Linked DNA regions of Macaca mulatta: region 1 is linked to region 2. The links are chromatin contacts, called in public Hi-C maps. All regions are on one chromosome and are shown on one strand. Each heading gives the region's core, a stretch centred on a gene start, on an enhancer-like site or on the middle of the called end of the contact. The rest is flanking DNA. Distances are from core to core; before and after follow the strand shown. Region 1 holds the start of TRPC1 (transient receptor potential cation channel subfamily C member 1). Region 2 holds the start of PLS1 (plastin 1).

Evidence for each region. A called contact is a pair of places that touch in the nucleus more often than the background predicts.
Region 1: a Hi-C map of fetal cortex germinal zone shows a contact between it and region 2, with 2.6 times the contacts expected there. The contact joins the promoter of TRPC1 here to the promoter of PLS1 in region 2. A contact is called at or near these places in 2 of 14 Hi-C or Micro-C datasets (fetal cortex germinal zone and fetal cortical plate).

What each region holds. Positions count from the first base shown.
Region 1 is chr2:45,688,920-45,691,619 of T2T-MMU8v2.0, reverse strand. TRPC1 (transient receptor potential cation channel subfamily C member 1) reads right to left here and starts at 1,305. Exons shown (of 12, transcript NM_001260937.1): 1 at 1,012-1,305. The coding sequence starts at 1,180.
Region 2 is chr2:45,566,389-45,569,088 of T2T-MMU8v2.0, reverse strand. PLS1 (plastin 1) reads right to left here and starts at 1,366. Exons shown (of 16, transcript XM_028843750.2): 1 at 766-1,366.

The DNA of each region.
Region 1 (2,700 bases), core at 56-2,555, 120 kb before region 2:
CAGTTAGTCTTTTCATAGTGTAAACTGCCCTTTGGGTTTGTTCCAGAAGTCTGCATGGGTCTAATAGAGTTTTCCTAAGTGTACAGCCATATAAATTTGGAAACAGAAAAATTTTAGTGTTTTCATGTAGGAAATAAAAGCAGTCTTAGGGCAATTTCCTATTCCTTTTGTTATATGCATCACTACAAAGGACGATTGCGTGACATGGCGTTAATATGGCCATAAAAATGATTAACTTCTAGACTAAAAAAAGGAAAACGCGCTAAATATATTCCACATATTTTTGCCCTGTAATTCCTGTAATTATTTTTCACTATCTTTATCTCCCAAAGATCGGGGAGCAATAAATCGTTCTCTCCAATAAAAAGCACGAACAATCAAAGGCGTTCCGTAAATCTGGAGAAAGTTTTGGCAACTAAGGTAGAATTCTTCTGTCCTGTCCTTCATGTATCTCCACCTAGGATATTCCGATATTAATACCAGTCAACAGTCACTGGCTAAAGCACTGGGCAGGTGAAGCTAAATAATAGAGGGTCTGGTTTTGTTTTTAAGAAAAACAAAAACCAGGTGATGAGAGCCCTCCATACGAGGTATCCTAAGGTAAGGAACTTTCGGACTGGAGGGTCGGAAACTAGCCTCTCGACTCCCGGAAGGAATGAACTGCGAGCCAGAGAGATAGACCAGCTCATTCATGCGTTCAGTGGCAAGGGGAGCGCTAAAACGCTGGGGTCTGGGCTCCCACGGCGCTACCTAAACCCCGGACCCCAAGGCCACAGCCGCCCCCCACGGTGCCGCGCTCCGAGGGCGCAGCCCCAGCTCCACTCGCCCGCCAGCTCCACACTCACAGGGCAGAGGCAGTGAGGAAAAGCCCGCCTGAGGCAGCAGGCGAGGCGGGAAGACACTCGGCGCCTAAGACAGAGGGAATGCCCCGAGTAAGTTGAGGCGGGGGAGACAACGAAAGGTCTGGAGGGCAGCGGGGTCCAGAGGAGGAGAAAGGGGCCTAACTCTCACCCTTGTCGCACGCCAGCAAGAAAAGCTTCTCATTCAGCGTATTCTCCTCCTTCACCTCCCGCACATCCTTTAGCGCCATCACCTCGTTCGGCGACGAAGAGGATGGAGAGGAAGGCAGGGAGGAGGAGGCGCCCGAGAGGTCCGTGCTCGGGTACAGGGCCGCCATCATCGCGGCCCATGAAGGAGGCAGGCCAGGAGACGGGGGCGGGGCCCCCACCGGCCCCGACCCCGACCCCAGCCACGCCCCAGGGCTGGAAAAAGGATGAGTCGTTCCCACTGCTGCCTCGGCTCGCGGCCCGTTGGCCCCGAAGGGCGTCGCCTCCCCTGCGAACCAGCACTCGCCCTCCACTGACAGCCCCAGGTTGGTGGCGGCGCATGCGCGACCCCTGGGCCAGCGACCCCTCCCCAGCCGCCGGCGCGCCGGCCGAGCCTGTCCGCGCCCGTCCGGGGACGACAGTGTGGCGCGCGCCAGGGCGGCAGCCGAGCACGGGGCCGTGCCAGGAGTCGCAGGGGCCGCGCCTGGGGCGGCCTAACCCAGGAAGAGGACGAGAGATCTGTGGGAGAGGAGCTCCGAGAGGCGCTTCTGCGCACGTTGGGCTCCAGGGCTGTGGGAACCGCTGGCCCAGCTGCGCTCCGAGATGTTCGCGACTCTGTCCTCACGTCATTCTCTGCTCCACCGTAGCGACGACACTAGGGCGGAGCCTGCGGCGAGGGCGGGCATGGGTGGGCGGGGCCTGCGGCAAGGGCGGGCTTGGGTGGGCGGGGCCTGCGGTGGGGAAGCGATGGGCTCCTGGAGCCCGCAGCAGCTTCCTTCGCTCAGCTGAGGTGAACCAGCTACAGTCTTCCCTTTCCACATCGATCGTACTGGTTTGAGATAATTAAGCAAATATGGAGCAGTATGCTAATTGAGTCTCTGACGACTTAATGTTTAGTGGAAACCCTTTGTGGAATTGTCCAGCTATTTCATATTCTGGTGCACTATGCTTAAAGCACAATGGAGAACCCCGCCACGCCGCCAGACTCGTGGGTTTGTATGTTGCACTCATTTTAGCCTGGAAATGAACTCTCATTTATAAAGGCTATATATATAATTATATTATGTTTAAATAATTTATACAAATATATAAATTTTTATTTCCATATTTTTCCATAGGATTTTGGGGAACAGGTGGTGTTTGGTTACATAAGTTCTTTAGTGATGATTTGTGAGATTTTGGTGTACCCATCACCGAGCAGTATACACTGAACCTAATTTGTAGTCTTTTATCCCTTACCCCCTTCCCAACCTTTGCCCCTGAGTCCCGAAAGTCCATTGTGTCATTACTATGCCTTTGCATCCTCAAAGCTTGGCTCCCACTTATGAGTGAGAACACACGATGTTTGGTTTACCATTCTTGAGTTACTTCATTTAGAACAATAGTCTCCAATCCCATCCAGGTTGCTGCGAATGCCATTTATTCATTCCTTTTTATGGCTGAGTAGTATTCCATCGTATTTTATACATATATATCACAGTTTCTTTATCACTCATTGATCAATGGGCATCTGGGTTGGTTCCACATTTTTGCAATTGCAAATTGTGCTGCTATAAACATGCATGGGCAAGTATCTTTTTCGTGTACTGACTTCTTTTCCTCTGGGTAAATACCCAGTACTGGGATTACTGAATCAAATGGTAGTTCTACTTTT
Region 2 (2,700 bases), core at 117-2,616:
ACAGCTTAAGTCTCATACAAGTATATCCAACATCGTGGCTGGAGGGAAAAATATCACGGTATAAGCCATAAAATGTGACACAGTAAGTAAAGGGGGAAAGGTGAGAACTCTGTTACTCATCTGAACGACGGCTTCCTTTTAGTAATGCCAAATGAAGCCCGAAATACAGTAATAATTGAAAAGTTAGGGGGAAATCTTAAATTTTGTAAATTCTGCACTTGAAAATGCAGCTGAAACACGGAAAGTTTTTTGGCAGTGAAATTCGCTGAAAACTGACATTTTTATGCCGCATCCAGAGGTCCCTATGCTCCAGGAAAGGTACCAAAAACAGAAAGCACGGATGGGATTTCACTACAGCCCTATTGATCCTATGCACCGAAAGGCCAAAGGCAAATAAAACAGTCTCAGAATTAAAACAAAACAGGCTGGATCAGAAAGCCTCACCGGCAGCCACCCAAAGTCGAAAACAGAAAACTTAATGAAATACCTTACTTCAATGCAGGGAATCACAACTCAGTTAACAGGATTATTGTTTAAGCAGCATAAATACGCGATTTAACACCTGCGGGCATTGCCTGCCCGGACCGGACAGAAGCGCGCCCGGAGGACGGTGGGCGCCGCACTGCACAGCCGGGAGACGAGAGGCGAGCGAGGGGACCCGGAGAGACTGCCCCCGAGCCTCCGCGCGCCCCGAAAGGAGTAACGCTTCGCTTTCCATCTGTCTGTCCAGCCTTCCTTTTGGGCCCTATCCCCACCCCCGCGTACCTGCCGCCGCCGCCGCCGTCCTGCCCTAGAGAGCGCAGCTCCCACTGGAGATCCAAGTACCTGCAGGTCTACTCTGCGGCTACCTCTCCGCGCCCGCGCAGCCGCTGCGCTCGCGCCACTGCGCATGCTCGGCCGGCACCCGGGCCCGCAAACTCTGAATCCACTTGCCACGTTTTGCCTGCGGCTCCCAGGGGGAAGGAAAGGGAAGCCCAGAGCCTGGGTTCAGGCTAAGGGTGAAAGACGAGTTGCCGGCGCTGGGAGCATGGATGGGGAGAGGTGGATGGGCGCTGTGGCAACGTTATCTCTACCCCCTACAGTTACCCAAGTCTAAAGATGACCACCTACACCCTGGGAATGAGTTTAGCACAGCGGTTCTCAAACTTGAGCGTGGATCAGAATCACCTGGAGAGCTTTTTAAAATCACAGATCCCAAACCCAGAGTTTCCGATTCAGTTAGGTCTGGAGCGTAGCGCGGCAGTTCCCATTTCTAACATGTCCTCAGCGAAAACTGGTGCTACTAGTCTGGGTACCACACTTTGGGACCTGCAGGTCAAAAGAGAGGGTATACGTTACTAAAGAAGACTTGCTTCTCTCCCCTACTCACTCTCTCTCTTTTTTTTCGTTTGTTTCACGTATTGCTTGCTTGTCATTTAACAGCCACACCTGATTAAAATAAATATATAACGAAAGCCCACACAAACAAAAGTGGGATATTTTCTCTCGCATGTGAGTCAAGTAAGTGGAATGCTGCCTCAAGAGTTCTCACATACTTTGCCTGAAGCATAATCCGTAGTTGTGGTCTGTCCAACTCAGTCCAGAGAACAGAACAAGGTTTTGCTGCCCCTTTAACTCAAAGTCCCACGTGCCCCTTCTGCGCCTAGCACAATATTCAATACGGAATAGGCACCCAACCAACCTTGAGATGGTAACAATAGAAAAAAAAGCGAAATTGAAATTATTTTAAGAACCCAAAGAATTTGGACGAGCAATGAACTATGCAAGTAGGTGGGCCACAGAGAGGGAAGATAAGGAATTTTTCCCACCTGCCACCTACAGAATCAGGTAAATTTAGGACTCTTATCTGATTTTTCCCACCTGCCACCTAGAGAATCTGGTAAATTTAGTATCCTTATCTGATACTTATCTAGATATGCAGGGGGAGTTAAGTTCAGTTCTCACAAAATAAAGCAAAATAGTTATTTAAAAAGTAAACATGCATCTAACATATGACCCAGCCATTTCATTCCTAGATGTTATCCAAGAGAAAGTAAAACATATGCTTACACAAAAACTTGAACAGGAATGCTCATAGCAGCTGTTTTTCACAAAAGCCCCAAAGCAGAAGTAACCCAACTGTCCATCAACATGTAAATGAAAAAACATATTGTGGTATATTTATACAATGCAATACTACTCAACGATAAAAAAGAAGAAATATTCTCTCACCCAGGACTCAATATGGATAACTCTCAAAATCGGTATGCTGAGTTGAAGAAACTAGAGACAAAACATACTGAATAATCCCACTTATATGAAGTACAAACTAACCTTTAATGACAAAAACCAGATTAGTAATTGCCTGGAGCCAGGAGTGGAGGGAAGGATAAACTGCAAATGAGCAGAAAAAATATTTTTGGAGGGGGACGATGGAAATTTTCTGTTTTGATGGTAGTGACAATTTCACAGGTGTATGCAACTGTCATCGCTAAATTGTACACTTTAAACATGAAAAATGTATGTAAATTATTCACCAATAAGTTTGATAAGAAAACACTTTTTTCATGAAATACTCTTATAATCTGTTTATTTCGTGGTAATATTGACCAGGGCAAGTTCATGAGGAAATGTAGATTCTAAATATGGTATAACCTGATTTGGGGAAGGTAAAATAAAAAGTCATACTCTGTAAACGGAGCGAAAAATAATCCATATAAA